Regions from separate parts of the Gossypium hirsutum genome. Here all the other regions are linked to region 1. The links are chromatin contacts, called in public Hi-C maps. All regions are on one chromosome and are shown on one strand. Each heading gives the region's core, a stretch centred on a gene start, on an enhancer-like site or on the middle of the called end of the contact. The rest is flanking DNA. Distances are from core to core; before and after follow the strand shown.

Region 1 (4,798 bases), core at 57-2,556:
GGTTATAGAGAAAATTAACTTTCTTACTAAAAGTTAATAAAAATTTTTATTTCATGTGATTTGTTTGATAAACTTTGAGCTCACAGTTGAGGTAGTTCGTGATTTGAGTAATAGAAAAAATCATTTGGTAGAAAGTCAAGATCGACTTTAGTCGACTTTGTACAAAGTACAAGTATATTTCGATTAAGTTTATTGTTATAAATAATACAATGAATTCTGTTTAAGAAAATTTAAAAGTTTCTACTATACCTAAAATAATTGTTTCTCTAAATTGATTGTTCTAATAGTTTTAAGCCTTTAGAACCCCATTTTATGTTTTAAACTTGTCCAAACACCTTTGGAATCATCCAAAATGATTTTAAAAATGTTCCAAAGTTTTCCATTCCTTTTAACCTCAATTTATGGATTTTATTTAATTGTTGAAAGTCATATTAAACTTATAAATAAGCAACAAGTGTTATGCATATGTCGTGGTAGCATCTCTTAACCGTGTTGGTCATTAGGTTGGGTAAGGAGTTTTACATGATAAGTGATTGCAAGCTCCTATCACGATAGGAGAATCAGTTTCAGAAAGTTTAAAGTAGTGGATGTTATCATTAAAATAATTGAATATTCATCTAACTAGAGAGAACGACAACAAATTCATCTTTAAAAACACTTGAAAAAGCAAGGCTAAAACTTGTACACAACAAGACAAAGACTTTTACCATTTTCATAAAAAATGTATGACTCATGAAACAACAAAAGCACAAAACTTAAGACATCATAGTCCAAATCTACTTGTGGAATAAATTATTATTCTAAAATATCCTCAAAATAGAGACATATTAAGAAGTAAACGAAGAGACACCATTTAAATATCCATGACCAACTCATTTTTCAAAAAAAAATGTTAGTAGTTGGTGAAGGTTTTACAACGATAAGCATCAACGTTTTTCAACTGAATAAATAAATAATAAAAAGTTGGTGTGATGGAAGAAAAGATAGGCAATAACTAATCCGGAATCCAACACCGTTACGGGATAGAACAAGGGCTAGGAAAGAAAAAAAGAAAAGTTTTGGGGGGTTTTGTTACTTTAAATATTATTGAAATCATCACTCCAAAACACACGACTTTATTAATTAAATGATAATCCAAACTTAATGGACGGGATTTCATTAGAATGGGGCCGGATCAACTGTCTAAATCCAATATATCAAAATTCCATCCCAAATTGATTACGGGCCTAACATAGGAGATGGACCGACCCAGCATCCCAAATTGAATAGGAAAATAGAATTACCATTTTGTTTTCCCGCCTTCCCGCTTCCTTAATCAAAAGTCTTATTATTATTATTATTTTTTGTTTTTTGGGTTTCACTTTCGACCAAATTCAAAGAAAGAGGCAAGGGAGCCTTTGACTGTCTCCGTAGGCTTTGAGCTCTAATCCTTGAAAAAAAGCAAAAGAGAGATGAAGATGTGGAGCCTTTGGTGAAAATGGATACACCACATAAAACCCAGATCACTCCGACTCCTACTTCTTCTCTTTCCAAATTTGAGGTTATTATTCTTTTTTCCTCTTGCAATTTAAAAAAAAAGTTTTAAGAATTTTGGTTTTTGTTAATTATGTTTGCTCACCTAGGATTTCTGGGTTTTGGGCATTTCGGCTTTCAATAATTAGATGCTGATTTGGGTTTTGCCTGTCAAGTTTAATTTGTTCTGCTTTTTTCGCTTTGAATTACTTTTGTATGTTTGTCGGAATTGTTGATGGGTTTTGTGTTCAGACTACAGCGTGAATTTGTGTGTTTCCCGTGTCATGTTTGTGTTTACAAGTGTAATGTAAATTTTTTACAAATTTTTACCCAATAATAATTATGCTCATGGGGTTATATATAAGTTTTGACATGCTTATAATTTGTCTCATTGAGATTTGACATTGGAAATGTTGGTAATTTATACAACTAGAGGTGAGCAGCAATACTTTCAAAATGTTGGGAATGTTGGTATTTCTTTAAATGATATAGAAGAGATACTTTTTTCCCTAGTTTGGTTTAGATTGCTCTATCTTTAGCTTGGTTCTTTGTTTTCTTGTGTACATGAGCATTTGCTGATCAGGTTATTGAGACTTACATGCTATGGTTTAAACATTGCTTTCTTCCTTTGCAGGATTCACCTGTCTTTAAGTACATTGATAGCCTTTCTCCTATTGAGCAAGCCAAGTCCAGTCAGACTGATAATGCTTTCAATTCATTAGCTTTTTTGTCCCCTTCATCTTTGTTTCCCTCCCCACAAATCAATTGCCATAGGGAATCCAGGTTTTCAGTTAAAAGGTAAAACTAAATTTTCTTATTGCTGTATTTAGTTCATGATTTTAAGTGTCCTGAATGATATTGGTTTCAGGCATCATTTCTCGGCAGATTTAAGCACTAGGGTCCTCCAGAGCAGTAATGAATCTAATGCAAGTCAGGAAGCTTCAAAAGCTGCTGGGCAATCTGGCTTGTACGATGAGCATCCAGGATGTCTCAGTAATGACGGTTCATCCAAAGGAATTAGCAGTGATCTGTTTGACAAGCAATCAGATTTAGCGGTTGAGTTGCCAGGAACCTCAAAATATGATTGTAGGAGTCCTGATGATAACCTGGAGGCTTGTGATGCATTACTGAAAAAAACAAGTCTGGAAGTGGTGGAACAAGAGAGATCTCCTTTCCAACGCAGTAGAGATGAATGGAAAGAGAGGCAACGGTCATTTGAAAATGAAAGAGATTTACGTAAAATACGTCGGATTAAGCCGAGCGAAGAAGCAGCAGGATGTGGCTGGGTGGCAGTTGTTTCTGATGTTGCTGATATGTTGACAGTGAATACATCTATCATTCACGAGAATAGTGATGGACAGGATCAGAGAACGGTAGACTCTGGGACAACCTCTTTTATATCAAATATCCCAGAGTTTTCGCTTGATAATGCAAATAATTTAGAAAATGCAGAATCTGGTGATCATCAAGGTTCTTGCAAACAAAATGAATTGGGAGATTCAGTAACAGATCAGACATCTTGCATCCTGTCTACTTGTCTACCGGACAAACCAGTAGTTACTGATTCAAGTTTGAAGAAGGATGATAAGGGGGAGAAATGCAGCCAGTTGAGTCGTCAGGTAAAGTGAAAAAACTGTGCAAGTACATTTTTATGGCAGACTGCAATTCGAGATATAAGATTGACACGAAGCTACATATTAGTATTTAATTCTTTCTAGAAAATGAAAAGATAATAGCATTTTTGAGCCATTTTTATGATATGCATACCTAATACAAGTTCCTTATATTGTACATTTATCAATGATTTTCATTTTATGTGTCGTTTCTTAAAATTTACACTATTTTCCTGCTCAATGATTGGCTGTTTTTTTATAATCATACTCTTATGTTCTTCTGTATGCAGCGTAGCATAAGACGGCGTTGTTTGGTGTTTGAAAAGTCACCTGGTTTCGGTTTGCACTTGAATTCTCTTCCAAACATCTTGAAAGGTGGTATTTCTTTTGTGAGCGGCTCTATCTTTTGAAAACAAATTGGTATGCACCTTGGTCCTTGACATTTCCTAGTTTTCTGACTGTAGGCCAGAATCCTCCTAATAAATCAATTTTAAGCTCTATGAAAATGGGTGAGGTTCCTAGTGACAATGGAACTGTAGTTATAGAAAGTTCTTGTGAGGCTCCTGCATCTGTTGGTGGCACTGACGCTGACCACAATACTCCTGAAAAGAAGAGGCATGTTAGATTAATATGCTCTAAATTGCTATTCAAACACCATAATACAAACTGATTTCAGTTTAATACTATGCAGGCAAAAGTTTGAACTTGTCGAGGAGAGTGCCTCATGCAAGCGCTGTAACTGTAAGAGATCAAAATGCTTGAAACTGTAAGTCTGTCTTAAATCTGTATTTAGGGTCAGTGTGCATAATCTTGAAGTGTCTCACTGAGTCTATACCTATATAACTGGTTAATTCCTCTATTGTGATACTGAAGACCATTGGTCCTTTAATTACTCTGAATTAAAAGTAAAAAATCAGGTGAACCAACAGGTTGTAAATTGACTTCCTACGTCTAAAAATATAAGATATTCAGGCCTAACTTTGTAGTCATCACATTGGTTTGATTTCTACAATTGCTTAATGAATCAATTTCCAATAGCATGTTAGAATGAAATGTGATTTAATAATCATTTTAGCTTATTTTAATCTATTTGTTTAGATATGTATTTTTGGATTTGTCTTGGTTCTCCGCTGCCTATTATTATTTATTTCTACTCATTGCATTCACTGTCATTGATTTTTCACTTTTTCTCATACTAGGGATTTAGCTGCTTTCAATATTGTCTACCTAGTTCTACTGACTATATTTTATGATACAGTTACTGCGACTGCTTTGCTGCTGGTCTCTACTGTATTGAGCCTTGTTCATGCTTAGATTGCTTCAATAAACCGATTCATGAAAAGATGGTTTTAGAGACTCGTAAACAGATTGAATCTCGCAATCCACAAGCATTTGCTCCCAAAGTCATTAGAAGCACAGACAGTGTTTTGGATACCTGGGTTAGATTCTATATTTATGATTAAGCTTCATGATAACTAGAGTAGCATCAAAGCTCATTACTTATTTTGTCATTTGGCCTTTTTCTTTGTATATTTGAATAAGGCCAAATGAGGAAGGGGAATTGAACCTTGATTTGATACTCCTTAGGGTGGTTAACAATCACTTGGTTGTGCCGGTTATTAGCTTGAACTCATCTGACATGGCTCATAATGTTGTGATGTTTTGGCTTTGAT
Region 2 (4,279 bases), core at 1,330-3,829, 270 kb before region 1:
TTTTTGGCTGGTATGATGACTCATATGGGTTTTCATGAGGATTGGATAATTCTTATTATGAGGTGTGTCTGTTCCGTTTCCTATTCGGTGTGTTTTAATGGGATGAATGGTGAACGGTTCTTACCGTCCAGAGGGTTAAGGCAGGGCGATCCTCTTATTAGCCCGTACCTTCTTCTTATTTGTGCAGGAGGTTTTCTACTCTTATCTCTGAAGTAAAGCAAAAAGGCCTTATGAAAGGCGCAACTATTGACAGGGGTAGATTTGCGATTAATCACTTGTTCTTTGCGGATGATTGCATTCTATTTGAGGATACCTCTATTGAGGGAGCTATGGTGGTTAGAGAGGTTATAAAGGAGTATGAGGATGTCTCGGACCAAAGAGTGAATTTCGAAAAGTCTTTGATTTATTTCGGGGCTAATGTTGATACTCACACTAAGGACTCCATTACTAATACATTGGGTGTGAAGGTTGCTTCGAATTTTGAGAAGTATCTTGGCTTACCTATGATGGTGGGGAGAAAGAAGAATTGGGCCTTTCCAAATTTTTTAGACCGTTTTAGGAGATGTATTGCGGGATGGAATTTACGTTTCTTATCGATAGGGGGCAATGAAGTTTTTGTGAAATATGTTTTACAGTCGATCCTGATTTATGTTATGCAATGTTTCGCTTTGCCTAAATCTTTATGTCACAAGCTCGAAGGCGTCATGAATAAATTTTGGTGATCTAATAATAAGTCAGCCAAAGGTATCCATTGGAGCAATTGGGATGGACTTTGTAAACCGAAAAGTATGGGTGGGCTGGGTTTTAAAAATCTGTTATTGTTTAATAAGGCATTATTAGCAAAACAAGTTTGGCGTCTTTTATCCCAGCCCACTAGTCTATTAGCCAAAGTTCTTAAAGCCCGCTACTATCCTAATTCAGATATTTTAACAGCCAATGTAGGTTCTTACCCCTCTTTTACCTGGAAGAGCATCTGCAGTGCTCGAGAATTAATTGCTGATGGAATTTTGTGGCGGGTTGGTAATGGATCTTGCATTAATATTTGGAATGACCTGTGGCTTCCTGGTAGAGAGGAAAATAGAGTGTCAGTTCAACAAATTCATCCATAATATACGACTGTTAGCCATATGATGGATAATGTTTCTAATACCTGGAATAATGAGTTGATCTTTATTATTTTTTATGATGATCAAGTGAAACGTATTCTTTCTATTCCACTCTCTGGATCTAGGTCGGAGGACATCCTGGTGTGGAAATTTGAAGGTTCTGGGGACTACTCAGTCAGAAGTGGGCATCGGGTCCTTGTTTTTGATTTTTTACAGAGAAATAATTACATTAAACCTAATATGGAGGTTTACAAGGATTTTTACAATATTTTTTGGCCTATTCACATTCCTGCCAAAATTAAAATACATTTGTGGAGACTCCTTAATAATTTTCTACCCCATTTTTGTAATCTGGCAATCAGATCTCTGCGGGTTGATTTGATTTATCCCCTTTGCAAGAGGGCTCTAGAGGATATGGATCATCTATTGTGGTCATGTGATGTTCTTCGTTCAGTATGGCGTTTCTCCATATTCGAACTGCTCTTCCTGATAGTAGCTTGAGCTACAAAGATCTCTTTGTTAATACTTTCTATTTGGCTGATAAGCAAAGCAAACAGTTTATTGCTATTTCTATTTAGGCTCTATGGTTCAGAAGAAACAAGTTAATTTCTTGAAGGTATTAATTTCTCTTTGCAGGATATCTTAGGTTTCATTCGTGGCTACCAACAAGAGCTAGTTCAATGTCAAGAAAAGTTGAGAGTTATTTACTCGCCACTATTAGGAAAGTGCTAGATCCCTCCGGGGTTAGGTATTATCAAATTAAATTTCAATGCATCTTTTCAAAGTGAGGTAAGAACTTCTATTTCAGCAATAATTGCTAGAAATCATAGAGGAGAATATATTAGGGCAGAGACTTATCTGTTTAATGATGTGGCTGATGCGTTCGTGGCTGAAGCAAGGGCGTACGAGCTAGCGGTGCTTTTTGCTATCCATATGGGCTTCCATCGGGTGTTGGTGGAAGGTGACTCCTTGACGGTTATAAAGAAAATGATGACAAGGGTAGAAGACAGATCTCTCATTAGATCTATCGTTCATCAGATTAATAAACTGGAAAATTGTTTTGATGAAATAGATTACCTTTTTGTTCCTCGCTTGGCTAATGGCATGGCCCACACTTTGGCCATGGAAGGACGGAGAAGTCGGTTTTCTGGATTCTGGGGGAATGAAGTTTCAAGCTCTGTCAAACAATTGATGGAGAAAAAACAGAGATTTTGACTCAGCAATTTTAAGTCTGGTTTACTTTGATTTGAATATGGAGAAGGTTCTTTGAATCTCCATGGATGGACTCAAAGCTTTTGGGTTCCCCTCTGTGATTGTTATCTCTATTATGCGGACGGGGAAGCTGTTTCGACTGATATTTTGAAGGGTTATTTGATTCGTCTCATGGTTTAAGGGGTTTCTGTTGTTTTCCATTAATGGTTTTGTTTTCTAGGGGCAGTTCTTGTTTTGTCCGTTGGGTTTCTACTGTTTTGTCTTTTCCTAGTTTTCTTTTATTGTTTTCTTTGCTTTATCGTTATTACTTTTTACCTATACTTTCAATCACTTTGAGGCACGTGATGATCAATAAATATCAGTCATTTACTAAAAAAAATCAAATATAATTAAGTGATTTTTCAAAAGTTAATAACATGTTAACAGCACTGGGAACGACTTTGGTCATATAATCTGTCAGTTTATTATGTTCTCACGAAACATGCTGAAACTTAAGTTGTTAGTTTTGCTTGAATAAAACATGTATTAAACGAAGTTTATAAAGATTATTATCAACCGCATAACCATTCTCAATTATATCAATCAACAATGCATTGTCGCTTTCAATCACAACCTTACGAAATTCTTTCTTCCAAGCTTGAGTGAGTCCTTCATATATAGCTCGTGCTTCAATATGCTTACGGAATCCTTAAATTAATTTATTTTAGTTGTTGTATCTTATTTAATATACTAAACAATATATCTATACTATTTATTATTTTATTGAGTTGGTTTTATCGATTGGGTCACCCATTTGACTAGGGAAATTTTTGGAAATGTTCATCAGTAATTAAAATAAGATTTAAACTTAAACTACTTGCATTAGTAAAATCTTTAATTTATCACTTAACTAAAGTTTTATTTTGAAATTTTTATACATTTAAAAAGATTTAATTATATTTTATTACCACCATCAATTTTGTGTGTATATATATATGTTAATGTATTTGATTGAATTGGTGTCCCGACTCAAGATTGATGGCAACACCAAGATAAACAATTTTAATATAATTTTTTTCATTGTGATAGGATTTCTAGTATTAATAAATATAAATCTATAATTTATAATTTATATAAAAGCACGAATTTGAAAAAAAATTAACCTGATGAGAATACTCTTTATTTTCTATTATATTACTATATCTTTTAATTATCACTTAATTAATGTTAAAATTATATATCAATTAAAATTTAATTCTAGATCTATAAATAACATTCGTATCTCAAAAAGAAATATTTAAATCACAATATGTGTAAACTTCACATTGAATGCAATTAATTAGAATAAAATTTATGTTTTAAATTTCATTTTTTTTATTGATGCCTTAGTGTTTTCTGTGTGAAGTAAGTGAAATATTACATAAACATATTCTTGAGTAAATTGCATTTTCCTCTTTTAGGACTTCTTGAATCTTCATAGGGGATCTTCGAACATGTGCAAACCTTCGACATTTGAGAAAGTCATTTTTGTTAATGTATATGCAATCTTGTTAATTTCTCTGGGAACATATCTCAAGCACCACTTCTCTTCATCCAATAGAATCCATCGAATCCACCTAACCAGAGTAAAATTTGACCTTTCAAGTTTGCCTTGGTTTTGAATCTTATATATGCTCACCATGACAGTTTTGAGTTTGACAAAGCTAAGGTGAATGAATGCAAAATACTTAATATCATCAATAAAGATAAAACTCTGAGATAATGCTTAAAAAATTTGTAGAGATAAATCTAAAAATTATATGCATGAATTATGATTTTGTGTATATTTATAAATAAAAAAATTAATTCAATTTTTACAAGACATTAAAACAATTATCGATATAACAATAATTTACATTTACATACCGTGTTGAGTATGACTCATATTTCAGTTAAATTTGAGAAATAATCTTTCAGTTACATTCTGTTTATTTGTTTCAATC
Region 3 (4,492 bases), core at 1,099-3,598, 350 kb before region 1:
AGGCTAGTAAACAAAAGCTGTTGAAAAAGACTGACCCTAAGATAGACATAGATTTCACCTTTTCTTTCATCCCTTTTAGCTCACTTCTTCTTTGCTGCTTCACTGGCCTTGGTCTACAGAACAAGCAAAATGGTCAGAAAATTGACCCTCATCGATCATCAAATTTTTCGGAAGTGAAATCAGTTCAGGTAAACTAACATGAGAACAAAGAAATAATTTAATCTTACCTTCTTTACTCCACGGATCTTCTTAGCCCTGTTCTTCCTTTCCTTCATTTGCTTCCTTGATTTCTCCACCTTGGTGTCGAGTCCATTCTGAAATAGTAACACAAATAATTAGTGTCTTGCATTGTACCTTTGATGCCCTTAAAAGAAACCAATTCAAACGGAATTAATAACAATGAAAAGACAATAAGTATGTGATAGGGAATCAAAAGAAAATAACTGCAAGAAAACCCAGAAGGTTAAAGTAACATTACATAGTTATGCTGACATAAAGATGAAAGCCCTGGTTCAATGCCTTGCATAACTATGTTGCTTGGACTAAGGAGTGAGTATCAAATACAAAGTATATTCAATTTTTTTATAAATTTTGAAGGACTTTCGAAGGTCATGCCTTCATATCCATATTCAAGTATGTGTCAGATATAGGTGTGAAAAGTCAAAGCAGCATAGTCACATAATACATTATAGGGTAATTCACATTCAGATCACTAAACAAACATAAACTATCATACAAGTCTCAACCCTTTAATTCCATCACGTTATATCACTGAACTCCTATTATTAATATATTAGATTACTTATGCAAACTCAATTAAATAATTTTAATTTAAAAGCCATCTTAACATGCATAAGTAACTTATTCTCTAAACAAAACCAAGGTCGGGATTTCATGCTTTCCCACATGTTCTTTGAGCCAACATTTTCATGAGAATTAGTACAACTTAATTTATTAATAATAGAAATTCAATGATGCAATTTGATGAAATTAAAATGCTTATGACCTACACTGACGTAAATGCTACAATAAGTAACCTAAAATGCAAATCACCCCCACTCGTCTTCTTCATAACCATGCAGTACTCAAGTACAAATTATAAAAAAGGCTCTACTTCCAAGTCCATCTTGTTACTTTTAAAAGGCAACATTGCCTCCGTGCTCACTAGTATCACAACATTGCTTTTTTGAGAATACCAAAAACAAAACTATGTGGAGAAAAATACTTCAGTATGCAGTTACTAATAAAACAGACACACCACTAACAAATCCAGAGAAAATGTAAATAAAACACATCAGAAATTACCCTGATCAGTCTGTATTTGGGCTCATACTTCTTTGCGTTCTCGACAGAATCATATATCAAACCAAATCCAGTAGATTTACCACCTCCAAAATGAGTCCTGAACTTGAACACAAAGATCGAATTTGGGTCCTTCACCTCATACATTCTAGCAAGCTTCTCCTTCAACTCCGCCTAACAATACAGGATCGACAAATCAAAGATATGTTAACACAAGCAGTCCAATTTTCTGGAAGTTAAGACAATAAAACAATGTTATTGAGAATCATTAAACATTTACCTTAGAAACATTGGGCCTCCCAGGATGCAAAACATCAATGATCTACAAAACAAGTAAATAACAAGTTTCATCTTCCAAGTTAACAATTTCAAACATATATAAGCTCATCTGACCTTCAGTTTCCCAAAAGAGCAATTTTATTTTATTGCAGGCTTCATAGTAAGAAAAAAAAAGTCACTTGTTTCCAAATGACAAATCAAGGAAAGACCTAAATTAAGCATCCTACAAGCAAACTAACAAAAAACAAATACTTATTTTCTCTCATTTTCTTCTATTTTCTTTCTTTGAGCAGATCTACAGCCGAACTAAACCTTACTGAAAGCAGGTAATGGAAAATAATGTGAAAGATTACGAAAGAAATAAGCTCCGAGCCTTAAAATTTAACGTTGCCCATTGTTTGGTTAACGAAGAAATGAGCGGGAAAAAAATGGAAATGGAGCTTACGAATTGTTTCCTGGAAAGGAGCCTGTTCGTCATGAACTTCCTTGTCCTAATAGTCACTGCCTTGTCCGCCATGGTTAAGCAAATATCTTCCTCTTTTCTTGGTTTCGACGCACTGGAAGCACCAAAAGTTACAAACAGCGGCAGCAGTTCAAGGAGAGAGAATAGCAATAGCGAAAAAACAAGTTTTTATAGGGTTTCCTATGGAATCGACTTATCACTGATTAGGGTTTATTTTAGGTTTTGAATTTGGGCTTTTTTAGTTTTTGCATCTTGGGTTTTAAATGGGGCTTCCCTTTTTTAACGTTAAGTTCTACAAATGGCTATAGTAAATACTTGAGTCTGCCCTTAAAAGGGTTAATTCTGCCTCGTTGTCCTTTTACTCTTCAAAGTTTTAAAACTTTAATCCTTCTGCTTTTAATTTTAAGAATTTAGTTCTTTTTTTATCTTATTTAAAAACTAAATTGCAATCGGTATGACACTGTTAATAAACTTTTGTTAATTTTGAATATGTGGTATTTTAAAATTTAAATGTTTGACTTAAAAATTAAAGTACAATTATAACATATATTCAAAATTTTTAGAAATTAATTTTAAAAGCAAATAAGTAAAGGGACTAAATTCTTTTGGTTAAAAGCAAAGAGACTAATTTTTAAAAAATCTAAATAGTACAGGGATTGGAAGAATATTATACCCTTGTAAAATTTATTTAACTCTAAATCTAGTTAAAATTTTTCATGAATTTTTTCACTATATCTTGAAATATGATTGTGATCTTAGTAATGATGTACTAATTAAAAATTTTATTACAGGGGCATGTGTGTAAAAATTATGTATTTAATTGATGAAAGTAATAAAAAATATATAATAAAATAAAAATGTTAATATCTTATTAAAATAAAGCTTTGATTTAGTGATAAAAATAATATATTATCAATGTAATTAGTATAGATTTAAATTCAATCGTACCTAGTTTTTTTATTGATTCTTTTAAATAAAAAAATTAAAACGCCCTTGAATAATATAATTTATTTTAATTATAGAAGGACATTTTCTAATTTCTTTAATCGAGTTGGTGTCCAGTTGATTCGTGATACCAACATTCAATTAAAGACTTAAATAATAGTATAGATAAATATGATTATTATTTTTAATTATTGGTTTATTTAGCAACGAAAACCCTCATTATTTTTTATGGATGCATTTTGACAAAGCTTCAATTATTAAAGAGAAGAGGGGTTGAAGACAAAATTAGACCTAAAACTTTTGAATGGGAATTTACAAATGAAGATGAGAGGTTCAAAATGACACTATCGGCCTTCTCTTATCATGGCCACAACTCCCTCAAATTTCACCATCACATTCACCCAAACTCATTCCCCGCAAAACCAAATCATTTCTTGATCTCACCTTCCCTCATTCTTCAAAAAAATATCTCCGCACCCAAAGCTCATAATCTCTCTCCATTCACCATGGCAACTTCTACTTCTTCTTTGCTCCAATCCAACACTTTGAACTTGAAACACTATTTCCCCCTTCATTTGCCTCTTCCTTCTCCTCCTCGCCTATCTCATTTCACTGGAACTTTGGCTTTCAACGGTCAACGTTCGGCAAAGTTCACTGTTAAATGCTTCTTCTCGTCGGAGCAGAGGAAACATTTGACGAGCTCGAGTTTGGGCTCCAACAACCAGTTGAGTTCCAGCTCAAATGACAAAAACCCATTCGAGATTATTTCTCAAACAATGTTAAAAGCTTTGAACGCGTTAAAAAAGCCCGCTATAGCCGCGGTTTTATTGGGTTTGTTGCTAATGTATGATCCTAATAACGTAGCATTGGCTGCATCAGGTGGGAGGATGGGAGGAAGGTCTTTTTCTTCGAGTTCTTCATCTTCGAGGAGTTATTCGGTGCCTAGAAATGGAGGGTCGAGGTTTTCTTCGTATTCGGCTCCTTATTATGCGCCTGCTCCATTCGGAGGTGGTGGGTTTTACATGGGGCCTGCAGTTGGGGTAGGTGTTGGTGCCGGCTCGAGTTTTTTCTTGATTTTGGTTGGGTTTGCTGCCTTTGTTTTGGTCTCCGGGTTCCTTTCGGATCGGTCTGAGAGTAGTGTGCTCACTACTAGCGAAAGGACTAGTGTTATTAAGCTTCAGGTAAGCTTTTGGATTTTCTTTTATTGCTTTTTAGTTATTCTTTTGCTTTAAGTATGTTTGCATAGGTGATAAAGTCCTTGAATGATGTTTAACATTAATGAATCAACTGCTTTCTTTAATCATAAAAAAGCATGCTGATCTCCTTGTAATGATGGTGAAGCTAGTTTTTAGATAAAAAGAAATACTATGTTTTAAGGATTTGTTCCTTTGTTTTTTGCATCATTGATGCATATCAATAAATTAATATCCAATTTCAGAGTGAGAATGCTACCGATCAGATGTGTTGAAGTAAGATATGAAGTAGTGGTGTTCAGATGTATGG

The links. A called contact is a pair of places that touch in the nucleus more often than the background predicts.
Region 2: a Hi-C map of leaf shows a contact between it and region 1, with 2.4 times the contacts expected there. The contact joins the promoter of LOC107888787 here to the promoter of LOC107888904 in region 1. A contact is called at or near these places in 2 of 34 Hi-C or Micro-C datasets (both in leaf).
Region 3: a contact with region 1 is called in a Hi-C map of leaf, with 2.6 times the contacts expected there. The contact joins the promoter of LOC107888763 here to the promoter of LOC107888904 in region 1. A contact is called at or near these places in 2 of 34 Hi-C or Micro-C datasets (both in leaf).

Annotation. Positions count from the first base shown.
Region 1 is chrA11:109,048,162-109,052,959 of Gossypium_hirsutum_v2.1, reverse strand. LOC107888904 (protein tesmin/TSO1-like CXC 2) reads left to right here and starts at 1,306. Exons shown (of 11, transcript XM_016813175.2): 1 at 1,306-1,540; 2 at 2,147-2,310; 3 at 2,381-3,131; 4 at 3,416-3,500; 5 at 3,590-3,740; 6 at 3,817-3,891; 7 at 4,384-4,564. The coding sequence starts at 1,478.
Region 2 is chrA11:109,318,647-109,322,925 of Gossypium_hirsutum_v2.1, reverse strand. LOC107888787 reads right to left here and starts at 2,579. Exons shown (of 4, transcript XM_041081692.1): 1 at 2,184-2,579; 2 at 1,151-2,074; 3 at 962-1,062.
Region 3 is chrA11:109,395,463-109,399,954 of Gossypium_hirsutum_v2.1, reverse strand. It overlaps LOC107888763 (40S ribosomal protein S24-1), which reads right to left and starts at 2,348. Exons shown (of 5, transcript XM_016812966.2): 1 at 2,027-2,348; 2 at 1,583-1,624; 3 at 1,306-1,476; 4 at 228-314; 5 at 1-113. The coding sequence starts at 2,098. The coding sequence ends at 81. It overlaps LOC107888772, which reads left to right and starts at 3,335. Exons shown (of 6, transcript XM_016812977.2): 1 at 3,335-4,170. The coding sequence starts at 3,496.